Regions from separate parts of the Sus scrofa genome. Here region 1 is linked to region 2. A link is a contact called in public Hi-C data. All regions are on one chromosome and are shown on one strand. The core of a region is the stretch at or near the end of the contact, and the rest is flanking DNA. Distances in the headings are between cores, read along the strand shown. Region 1 overlaps EFL1 (elongation factor-like GTPase 1). Region 2 has its middle 40 kb from the start of TMC3.

Evidence for each region. A called contact is a pair of places that touch in the nucleus more often than the background predicts.
Region 1: a contact with region 2 is called in a Hi-C map of embryonic fibroblasts, with 2.0 times the contacts expected there. The contact joins two enhancer-like sites. A contact is called at or near these places in 6 of 47 Hi-C or Micro-C datasets (brain, embryonic fibroblasts, fetal skeletal muscle and 2 more).

Annotation. Positions count from the first base shown.
Region 1 is chr7:50,909,761-50,915,842 of Sscrofa11.1, forward strand. The region is part of intron 15 of EFL1 (elongation factor-like GTPase 1); the gene reads right to left. Among named protein-coding and RNA genes, the nearest start is that of EFL1, 64 kb to the right of the region's middle. Within about 2 kb of position 1,516, at least 9 of the 83 cell types and tissues checked have an H3K27ac peak or open chromatin away from gene starts, as enhancers often do. A contact at or near this core is called in embryonic fibroblasts, where this site is marked.
Region 2 is chr7:50,220,709-50,227,329 of Sscrofa11.1, forward strand. No RefSeq gene overlaps it. Among named protein-coding and RNA genes, the nearest start is that of TMC3, 40 kb to the left of the region's middle. Within about 2 kb of position 5,268, at least 5 of the 83 cell types and tissues checked have an H3K27ac peak or open chromatin away from gene starts, as enhancers often do. A contact at or near this core is called in embryonic fibroblasts, where this site is marked.

The sequences.
Region 1 (6,082 bases), core at 266-2,765, 690 kb after region 2:
CTGTCTCTGAGTCTCTCCCTTTCTATAGGAAGAAGAACTAGACTACATGAACCAGGAAATTCAAGGAAGCTGCATGTCAAAAATCACTACAGCATCTTTTCATTTAACGATCACAGAAAAGAGGAGAGTCGGTAACAGAAATATCCTAAATAATCTCAGCCACACAACTCTACGGAACATAAAAATCTGTCTACTAAGGGATGGCGAGGACAGCGTCATTTGTTGCACAAGTCAAAACCACCTCAATCTCAGCTTTCCCATCTGCCAAATAAAGATAATAAGTTCACCACTTAAGTTTGCTGTGAGACTTAAATAAGAAAACATAAGCAAAACTGAGTCACTGAACACCTGGCATGGCATGCAACAGGTACTAAGTAAATGGTGGTTAAATCCCTCTATATATCGTTCAAGAACATTTACTATGTGTGCCATCTCTATTAGTATCGGTTAATGAAAAATATGCAAATATAATGACATTGATTACGTAAACTGTTTCGAAAATGAAACTTTACAATTATCATTTTAGAAAAATTGAAGGTTTGCGGCACTGAAGAAAAACAACCATTATACAATAAATCTAATTGCTGCCCCTGTCGAGACCTAAAAGAAAATGTTCCTCTCTCTACCCTGCTCTCACCCCCAGGGGAGAGGGGCTTTGCCTTTGATTTTTCAAAGCATATCTGATTTCTTCCAGCCATTACAGAGTCAAATAAGATGGATTTAGATACAACGGCGAAGGAATAACAACACTTACTTCTATTCTGCACTTGAACCAACAGACTCAAATCCTTTGAAATATGATCATCAATGCAATTACATGCTGAACTGCTGTAAATTAACAAACAGTCATCTGGGAAACATAAAGCAAAACTAGTGACAATGTGCTTCTAATTGCATGGGAGATCAAGATATTAGTGATATTTTATATGCTGCTTCACTGCCCAAGAAACAGCATACATTTTTCATAACAATGACTTTTTTCAACCAGAAACAACCCATGGAGTCAAAACTCAATTTACAGGGTGAAGAGGAAACCGAAGGGAAAAAAATACACAACTGAAACAATGCCTTTAGTATCTGGAAGAGAGGTGGGACGGGCAGGAGCAAGAAAGAAAAAAAGAGCGAGCGAGCCAAAATACATTTATATTACTGCTTTGAAATCACTCTTTAGATTCAAACAGCAAGCTAAACTAATTTTTTTTTGTCTTAATGATTCAGACATCTCAACCTCCAATGATTAAAATAGCTTCTCTGCAGTTTGCAAGACTCTGAGCTGGGCAAGGGGGTATATAGTCATAGTGCCTACACATAGGAATCCTCATTGCGTTAACAAACTTTAGTCTAGCAAAGCACAAAACCTACTTGGCACTCATATGTCCCTCACCCAACAGCTTAATACTCTTTATAAACACAGAGGTAGAGGCTACAAAATTTACACAGGGGCTCTGGCGCGGGGCATAGGCTCACACACATGCTCTCACATGCGTCTTTGTTCCTGTTTTCCAATATGATGAAAATCTGTGGGAAAGGCTGCCCCCTTGTGTTCATTTCAGGGCAGCTGTGGTCCTTGCTATAGCTGGAACAACCATGATGGCTTCAGAGAGCAGACTTAGCCCACTCAAGCTCTACTCAGAAATCTGGGCTGGTATAATTGTTTGGGTTTTTAGAAAAAGTGGCAATGCTTCTTTCATGCCCAGGAAAACCACTCTGGACCTCTACTGAGGCACAGCCACGTGCAGCTGGTTCTTGTGCGTACAATCAGGATGAGAACCACCTTTTTAAAGCTCCTAGTTGTGAGAAGAGATCTTTAGAGGGATGTAATTCCTATCTGTCAAATGGCCTCTGGAGCTCTGGCTTCCCAAATGTCACCTAAAGAAACCCACTGAAAGAAGGGCCAAGAGGATACTGAGAACACCAAAGTAACTAAAACAGGGAGGAAAGCCCATGATATGGTTAATTAGTAAGGTTCTTAGAAAAGCAATTAAGAGAGAAAGAAAGGCTTATCATGAGAGATCATCTGACTCAACCTTCTTTTACATGGATATACTTTCAGGCCTGGAAGTTCCCACAGAAGGAGCCAACTTGCTAGAGGTCTCAGCTGGCAGTCCTAGGGCTGTTTCTCATTTATGAGGCCACCTCATTGGCAAGCGCGGGATCAAAAACTGTGGCAGGCCTATAAATAATTTGGAAACTTAACATTAAACACCCAGCAGGAGAAATCTAACCTCCTGGGTAAGACATACAGTAAGCATGAAATACATGTATGTTAGAGAATGACTAGGCTATAAAATCAAGCAAACAAAGGTTTGCCTTTTCAGAGCAAACAATAGCTCACTACATGTTAAAAAACAAAAACTAACAACAACAACAACAAAAAAAACCCTCCATCTTTTCTTTCCCCCCTTTTGGAGACTCTGGATCCTGAGAAAGAAAGGCCTGTTAAAGACAATGATATCCCTTCACTTCCCCCAAATCTCAAGTCAAATGTCCAAAGAAAGGTAAGAATTAGGGAAAGACTATGTCAACACAGGAGCAAAATGCCAGAAAATCTGAAAAAGAGAGTGAGATCAAAGGTCACCCAGGCATCCTGGAATTAATTTATGCCACTAAGAGAGCAACTGGTCTTTCCACAAGTTAGAAATAAGAGATCTTGGACCTCACATAAATACCCTCAAGTAAGAAGGCACAGGGCAGATGTCTTCATGTCTTCAGTGAAAACCCTGGGACAGAAGTAGTAATTTTGGCTACTTGCCAGCCAGCTCAATTGGAGTCAGCCAGGCCTGGGGCCCACGACAAAAGAGCTGATATGAACCTGGAAAGGGCTTCTCCCCAAAACAGACTAGTCCTGCTACAACGGAATGGCCTAAAATGACCTGGTAATAAGAAAGTTAGGAGGCCAGAACAACTCAGGGCGGAGTTTAAGTCACAGTCCCTTCCTAAGCTCCTCATCACTACAAAGGGCTCAGTATGGTAAGGACGTCGATTCTTCCCAAATGAACTTGGAAATTCACATATATAAAACGATTTCTTACTAAAAGAACATGCACATGTAGGAATGTATGTTTATGCATGGACAGAAGTTTGGAAAAACACACATTAGACTATACATTCTAAACTCTGCAGTGATTGCCCCTAGGAAGGTAACTCCCCTAGTTTATATTATTGAGCTTTACAATAAAAGAAGGTGACCACAACTTACTTCTGTAAATAAAACAAAACGTCTCAATGTAGATATTTAATTTACTTGAATGAAATAAAATGATCTCAAGTTCGTATGGAGAAATAAATGTCTAAGAACAGCCCCAAAATTATGAAAAATAGTCATAAAATTAGATCAAGAAAGAATGACTGCAGTTCTCACTGTGCAACAGTGGAAATGAATCTGACTAGTTATCTATGAGGATGCAGGTTTGATCCCTGGCCTCACTAAGGGGTCTGGGGAGCCGGTGCTTGATGTGAGCTGTGGTGTAGGTTGCAGACGTGGCTTGGATCTTATGTGGCTGTGGTATAGGCCGGCAGCTGTAGCTCTGATTTGACCCCTAGCCTGGGAACCTCTATGTACCGCAAGTGAGGCCCTAAAAAGCAAAAAAAAAAAAAAAAAAAAAAAAGATTGAAACCATGAAAACCAAACAATATAGATGACCAAACACATCAGAATAGAAAACAGAGCCCAGCATCAAACTACTATAGCATATGCAGCAATTTAATGGTGACAGAAGTGGTAGTAAAACTTGATGGTGGGGGAAGGTTTATTTGATAAACTATGCTGGCACAACAGCTATGCATCTGGAAAAAAAATAAACTGGAATATTTGGCCTCCAGGCAACCTGGTCCATGCCTAAGCATAGCTGGGCCCATGAGAATCACTTAACATAAAACAGTCGAAGGACAATGCAAGAAAGAGTGCAACTGCCAAGGTATGTGGTAGAGAATAAGAGAATTAAAAAAAAGGGGGGGGGAGCATCAGTGGAGCTTACGTCCCTACACATCACACCTCTGAGAATATGATGCACAAAAACAAGTGGGCACAGACAGCCCTCTGGGCTATGAGGCAACTGAGTTCTGCCTTCCCTGGGGAACTCACTCCCTCAGCTCAGGAGGAGGCAAAGGGGCCACAAATGGGGGCAACAGAACTAAGCCCAGAACAATGCTCTTCTCTTGACTGGACAAACGCACACAGAAAAGAGCCGAAAAACACTCTGTTTCTCCAACATCAAATAGGTTTTTTTCAGCCCAGAATGTACCCCTGAACCTCCCGGAACACGTGGGACACACCGAGTGGAGGAAGAAGCAATTCTTTTCAGTGTACTACACAAGCCAAATGAAGAATTTCCAGTGATAACACTGCCTTGGCCCTGGGGCCCCAGATAATCTTATCACAGGGAACCATCACTCTCCTGATATCCTTAAATGAGAAGCGCTCAGACCAAGCAAGGATTTTGCTCTCACTTAGAAAATTCCCTAATATTCATAACGAAAAGCAAATGTGTTCACTTCTAAAGAAACATCTTCCACAATCTTCCTTCTGTACCTGAGAATATTTTAAACTTGGAAGAGAGAAATGATGAACACTAAGTAGCTCTGGCTGCTCACGTGCTGTCTTGCCTAAGCTCAGCGAGATTATTTCATTCATTCATTCATTCATTCAACCAATATTTACTGAACAAGCCAGGAGGCAAAGAAGGGTAGAGACTTATGATGGGGCCTAGTCCTCATGGTATCTGCAGCCAGTCAGTCCCTTGCCCCCAAAGTAGCTTGTGTGCCGTGCTGGGATAAACTAGGTGTCCGCCAGTGAAGGGGAAAAGGGGGTTTCTTCCCCAGTAAAGGTGAATTGACTCTCCCCTACCCTGTAACACTGGAAAAAAAGCCAAGTGCTTTTGAAAGGACCACAACATATTTTATTCCAGGGCAGACCCTAGCTGCTTTCAGCTTCCACTGCTCTTAATACATTTCTGGAGGTCCACCTAAGGATTTACCTTACAAAGGACAGCTTAAAAAATAAATTTCCATCATGGCTCATTGGAAACAAATCTGACTAGTATCCATGAGGACGTGGGTTCGAGCCCTGGCCTTGCTCAGTGGACCGGGGATCCCGTGTTGCTGTGGCTGTGGCCTAGGCTGGCAGCTGCAGCTCTGATTTGACCCCTAGCCTGGGAATCTCCATGTGCCACAAGTGTGGCCCTAAAAAGCAAAATAATAATAATATCAATATATTTCTTTTGAAGAAAGCAAAATATACTGGTCTGTGGTGTGCTCTATATTTATGAATCACTGTATTTTTCATAATAACATTTCAGAAGAATACTCATTTTTTATAATTAATATTTTCTTGTTAAAAAAAAAAAAACTCAAACTTTGCCCCTGAATTTACCTCACAGGGCTCATGACTGTGTTGACCACATACGTGGTGTGGCCTCTCATGGAAGAATCTGGGACAATACCATGGTCTGCTTACATCCTCACTTTTGTGTTCACGCTTGTACACAGGTTTCTCAGCAGAAAATTCCCACCTCCTCCAACTTACAAGCCACAGCCTTCTGCCTCAGCCACTCCTTCTCTAAAATGCCTGCTTCTGAAGTTAGGCTCCAACCCAAATGGAGCAGAGCTTTAACGTCAATGCTGGCAATTCAGAAATTTCAAGGATTCACCCTTTCTGCCTTGTTTCTCCCAGAAATGAATTCTACCATTACCACTTGCCTCAAGCTTTTTCTTGAAGTCACAAAAAGTTTTGATTTTTTGTAACTGAAAAACCAAGTATGAGAGAGAGAGTCAGAGAAATATTAAGAGCTAAAGTATTTGATTTCTTTTCTACATACATTTTTGGGGGACAGGTTTTTGTTTGTTTGTTTGTTTTGGTCTTTTAGGGCCGCACCCCACTGCAGAGTATGGGAGTTCCCAGGCTAGGGGTCCATTTGGAGATGTAGCTGCCAGTCTACACCACAGCCACAGCAACTCGGGATCCGAGCCACCTCTGTGACCTACACCATAGTTCAGGCAACATTGGATCCTTAACCCACTGAGGGAGGCCAGGGATCGAACCCGTGTCTTCACAGATGCTAGTCAGGTTCGTTAACCACTGAGC
Region 2 (6,621 bases), core at 4,018-6,517:
ACCCCCTAGAAAGGGAGGTGCCCCAGCTCTTGGCTAATGCCCGTTGGTGTTATAGATTCACGACTAGAACTCTCCGATGCCAAAATCATCTTTGTATTCTTTTTTATTATTTTTTCTTTTTAGGGGTGCACCCGTGGCCTTTGGAAGTTCCCAGGCTAGGGGTTGAATTGGAGCTGCAGCTGCCGACCTACACCACAGCCACAGCAATGTGGGATCTGAGCTGCATCTGTGACCTACACCACAGCTCACGGCAATGCTGGATCCTTAACCCACTGAGTGAGGCCAGGGATTGAACCCTCATCCTCATGGACACTAGTCAGGTTCATTACCACTGAGCCACAACAGAAACTCCCCAGGCTTTGGATCCTTGCAGGACCCCTATAGGTAGGTTCTCTTGGCTTTCTCTGGAATGCATTCAGGGAAGTGCTCAAAGATGTGTCATTACAGAACTTGTTTGTGAAAAGTTCTTGTTGCAATGTCATCAGATATACATAGGACATATCATATATAAATATGTGCCAGAAAAGCCAGCACGTAAAACATCTACATGACCTTAGACTTGGTAGTTGATCCTCTTTTAAGATAGGAAGTCCTATTACGGTCTCTCACCAAATGATAAAAAAAGGCCAGATTGAAAACTGAAGGCAGGGAAGGTATATACATGTATGATAGGGTCCCTTTGCTGTACAGCAGAAATTGGCACAATATTGCAAATCAACTACACTTGAATCATAAAAAAAAAAGAACACCAAAGGGAGCAGTCCAACTGTTTTCAAAAAGTCTGGGAGGTGATTGGCAAACTATAGGGTGAATTCGATTGTTTGGATCTGCAGTTGGAGACCTGCACACACTTTGTCCCCTAGATGAATGAATGAATGAAAAGACCTGGCTCACTGGCAGGGGAACTGCCAGTTCTAACCAATGGTTGCTACCCAATTTACCTTCTTAAATCCGGTGTTAGCTGGTCCTACAGACACAGGTTCTACCCAAAGAAAGCAAAGAGAAGCCCCACCTGCCACCCCACCCCTGCTATACTGCACCTCTAGCCTTCAGCGTAGGTTGTGGCTGAGTCCCCCACCAGCAAGCAGCCTCAGCACCTTTGGTCTTAACACTCGTGGTTGAATTCAGTAACACCCAGACACATGCCACAACCAGAGCCCGGTGGGCAAGGGGACAAGGGGACATATGAGAGGCTCTTCCCTGAACTCACTTCCTGGCTTTGTCTCATCTCTGTTAGCACGTCATCTCATTGGAGAGACCTCCCCTGGTCTTTCTCTCTAAAATGATTTCCAGTCACTCTCTCAATCTCCCTTTTCCTTCCTTTCTTCCTTCCTCTCTTTTCTTCTTTTTTTTTTAGGGTCGCACCAGGGCATATGGAGGTTCCCAGGCTAGGGGGTGAATAGGAGCTGCAGCTGCCAGCCTACCCCACAGCCACAGCAATGTGGGATCTGAGCTGCATCTGTGACCTACACCATGGCTCATGGCAATGCTGGATCCTTAACCCACCGAGCAAGGGTGGAGATTATATATCTATATCTATATCTATATCTATATATATCTATATGGTGTATAGACACTCATATACATTCTTTTTCTTATATTATCTTCCATCATGGTCGGTCTCAAGAGACTAGATAGAGTTCCCTGTGCTGTACAGCAGGACCTCATAGCTTATCCCTTCTAAATGTAACAGTTTGCTCACTCTGTATTTCTCCTTCACAGGCAGTCACGATTGTAAGATGGAAGCTGCAGAATTTTTTGTCTCGCCTCTTTTGCCTCTCTTAGAGTATAAACCCCTTGGAGGCAGGGCCTATGTCTGTTCCTGTTCAATCCTATATTCCCAGCCCATAGCCCAATGCCTAGCAAATCAAAAGTGATCAATTAAATATTGGTTGAATGAATGACTAGATAAATTGAGTATTTAGTATGCCCAAGCTACAGCTGCTGGCCTATGCCACAGCTACAGCAACGTGGGATATGAGCAGCGTCTGAGGCTCACACCCCAGCTTACATCAACGCTGGATCCTTAACCCACGGAGCGAGGCCAGGGACTGAACCTGCATCTTCATGGATACTAGTCAGGCTCGTTACTGCTGAGCCACAATGGGAACTCCCTTGCTCTACATTCTTACCCATTTTATTTTTCCCATTTCATCTCATACTGCTCTATCTGTTAAATGTCAGTTTTACCCTCTTTGTATAGACGAAAAACTGAGACCTGAAAAGATTAAGCAGTATAATTAAACAACAATTGAACAATAACATCTATGACAAGTTGCCTATTTTGAATGCTATTTCACTGAGATGTGTGGATTATTGTGGGAAAAGGAGATCGTGATAAAGAAATGCCTAGAAGCACACCCCATCTCTAAAGAGTAATAGTTTGTGACACCCTCACAAGGTTTTGAGGATTTGAGGAATAGATAGGATAAAACACATAAACCACATACAGAGCACATTGCCTTGCATGTTGTAAATTCTCTATGTAATTAGATAGTAAGTAGAAGGGGAGAAAACATCTCTCAACAGAGGATAAAAATACATTTGATCAAATTTAATGTTCAACTTGACGCCTTGTCCTTGGTCTTGTCCTTAGACTTCCGCCTCCATCGGGATGGGGGTCTAAGGATTCTGAGAACTTCTGCCATATGCAAAATAACTAGTAGCTGGGTAAATTAGAATGAGCATATTGTAAAGCATTGCTGAACTTTCCAGAAAGTAAAGGACTACACTAGCCGAGTGGGGACTGAAGCCAAGGTAGGAAAATGCACAGCTTCCTTGAGCTTCCCGGAAGACAGCAAAGACGAGAACAAGAGATTAGGGCTCTGCATGAGGAGGAGGGGAGCTGAGCCTGGGACACCCCATCAAGCCAGGACATTTGACATTCCCTCCAAAAGGGGCTTAAAACATTTATACCTGCTGCAGGACGTCAGCAAGGAAACCTGCCCATCTCCACAAGGTTCCAGATTGAGGAGAACAGACAGATAAGAAATCAAAAAAGCAAACCAAAACAACACAAAACTTTTTTCACCCTGAACCTTGGTAAACCAACTCTAGACCTCGTTTGAGCCTGGGATGCGAATGGTTGCCGTCTGCAGAGCCATGACCATCCCCAGCTAAACACATGACATGAAAATGGTACCAGGTTGGTAGTGTTCTTGGCTCAAAACCCTCTCTGGGGAAAACAGTCTTCCACCCAGAGCCCTCCAGGTTCCCATAGAGTAAACTCAGCCAAGTACGAACTCATTATCAAAAAATGTCCAAACTGGAGTTACCATTGTGGCATGGTGAAAAGGAACCCGACTAGGAACCATGAGGTTGTGGGTTCGATCCCTGGCCTCACTCAGTGGGTTAAGGACCTGACGTCGCCGTGAGCTGTGGTGTAGGTCACAGATGTGTCTTGGATCCTCCATTGCTGTGGCTGTGGTGTAGGATGGCAGCTACAACTCCAATTCAACCCCTAGCCTGGGAACCTCCACATGCTGTGTGTGCAGCCCTATAAAGACAAAAGACCAAAAAAAAAAAAAAAAAAAAAAAAAGGTCTAAACTAACTGCTGTGAATTTGGGGATTGGCAGACCTCCTAAAAGAATAAAAATAGTGTTGTCTATCTTCCAATAATAGACAAAAGATGATAGAATAAATGTCTATGTGTGCAATTAATAAAAAAAAATCAGAAAGTGAGATAAAATAATTTTAGATGTAAATACAACTAAATAATTGATAACACAAAAAGGTGAAGGGTCTAAACACATCAGTGAAGAAGCACAAATTGGGTTATAAGATTAAAAAAACAACAAATTGGAGTTCCCGTCGTGGCGCAGTGGTTAACAAATCCGACTAGGAACCATGAGGTTGCGGGTTTGATCCCTGGCCTTGCTCAGTGGGTTAAGGACCTGGTGTTGCCGTGAGCTGTGGTGTAGGTTGCAGACGCGGCTCGGATCTGGTGTTGCTGTGGCTGTGGTGTAGGCCGGCGGCAACGGCTCCAATTAGACCCCTAGTCTGGGAACCTCCATATGCCGCAGGAACGGCCCTAGAAAAGGCAAAAAACAAACAAACAAACAAACAAAAAACAACAAATTTAGTTCTCTGCTGACTGCAAGAGACTAAAATACCATAAAAGACTTTGACTGGACAGAAACATCAAAAGTAAAAGGTGAAAAGAGATTCACTAGACAGATGTGACCCAAAAGGAGGCTGTTGTCTATTAATATTACACAAAGTAGTTTTTGAGACAAAAACAACAATGGGTGTAGAACGTTATTAAATAATGATGAAAGGGAGAGATTTTAATTTCAACATAATCACCTAAAATTGCATCAAAATATATAAAACGAATTACAAGGAAAAAGTGATCAATTCCTCATTGGATTAGGAAATTTCACCACCTACATCAGTAATTTTAGGCTGGACACATGCAAACACACATACACACATCACACCACTTGATAACAAGATTAATAAGGTGGATTTTCATGGACATAAATAGAGAATGCAATTTTTCTCAAATACACATGGAACAATGATAAGATTTGGATAAGTCCAAAGCCATAAAGAAAACTTCAACATATTTAAAATAAATAATTATTGTCACACATGACACATTGTCTCACCATAGTGCAATTAAACCCCAAAGCAGCAACACAATGATAATGAACAATGCACTCTGTTTTTAGGTGTTTAAAAACTCATGAATCAAATACCCCCAGATGGAACTCTATAAACACATTAGTATTGAATGCTAATAAAAGCATTAAATGCTAATAAAAGCAAGATGATGTTTTGATTCGTTAGCCTATGAGATTAGGAAGAAAAGAAAAACAGATTTGGGGCAGTTTAGACAACTCTTACGGGCATTCTTAACGTCTTGAGTGTTCCAGCTGAGTCTATTTTATCATGAATTGATGCTCATCCTGGACTGATTTTTATTTTATTACAGCATCTCTAATATCATCATCTTATGTTATGGCATGAATTGTATCTCTTCCTCCGATTCAAAGTCCTAACCCCCAAGACCTTAAAATGTGACGATATTTGGAGATAAGGCCTTTAAAGAGGCACTTAAAGTGAAATGAGAACGAGGCCATGAGTATGGAGCCTAACCTAAGCTGACTAGCATCCTCGTTAAAAAGAAAAGATGAGGACAAGCGAGCGAACACACATGCACGCATGCACACACACACGTGCCACACACACACACAGACACCAAGTATGTGAAGGTGGCATTCTGCAAACCAAGATGAGAAGCCTCAGAGGAAACCAAACTGCTGACAGGCTGCTATGACTCACAGCCTCCAGATCTCTGAGCAACGATGTCTCTGCTTTTTAAGCCAACCAGTGTGTGGTGTTTGGTCAGGGCGGCTCCAGCTGACTAAGACCCTTAGGAGGTAACAGCGCAAGTCCTCGCTCTCCAGGTGGTGTCCGCATGTCACCTCGTTGAAGAATTAAATATTTTTAAGCCCACTTCTAAGAAAGAAGAGGGCACCAGCAAGTACTTCGATGGATCCCCTTTAATCTTTATGTCCTTGAATGTGATTTAAAAAATAGTGTCACCTTCCCGGCTGGGCAGAACCTGGGAGACTCAAGAAAAGGTCTTTCTTTGCTCATCTGCCTTTTTCTGCTCAGCCCTTGGCTTTAAACTGTAACCTGAGACTCTGAAATTGCTGAGTCACTTGACCTCTCCTTACTCTTTTTTTTTTTTTTTTTTTTTTGCTTTTTAGGGCCTGTACCCACGGCATATGGAGGTTCCCAGGCTAGGGGTGTAGTCAGAGCTGCAGCTGTTGGTCTGCATCACAGCCACAGCAACTCAGGATACAAGCTGAGTCTGTGACCTACACCACAGCTCACAGCAACGCCGGATTCTTAGCCTGCTGATCGAGGCCATGGATGGAACCTGCAACCTCATGGTTCCTAGTCAGATTCGTTCCCGCTGCCCCACGATGGGAACTCCTTTCCTTACTCTTTTGACTCTCAGAATGATCTCAGCAGGGCAGTTCCTGGTGTTCACTTTCATGTTTCCGAACTTGACCAAAACCAAGAAAATAAAACACTGGTTCCCGATGCCATGCAGCTCAGAGTTCAGACAGGGCAGTCTGGTCACAGCAAATTGAGACCATGTCTGTTTTCATTTCTTTCTTTTTCTTTTGGCCAAGCCCCTGGCATGCAGAAGTTCCTGGGCCAGGGATCGTACCTGCGCCATGACAGTGACAAGGCTGAATCCTTAGCCACTAGGCTGCCAGGGAATTCCAAAGTCTGTTTTTTTGCAACTGCTCCATCACCCATAACATTAATTTCTCAACAGTAGATCTGACATGTTAGCACTAAGCCATGATAGATCTCTTGTGAAGCCAGGTTAAACAGAATTTATGTCCCTTTGCTGGAATTACGGTTATGAAAAACTAAAGGAAGTACTGTGAATTCTTCAATTTCTATCTCTGTCTCTAAATTGTAAGTTTTAGTTGGGGAATAATTAGTTTATGCTAATTATTCTAGTTTATGCTAGAGAGCTAAAATGGAAAAATTGACTCATATCCTTAAAAATATCTTCCAGGAGTTCCCGTCGTGGCGCAGTGGTTAACGAATCCGACTAGGAACCATGAGGTTGCGGGTTCGATCCCTGGCCT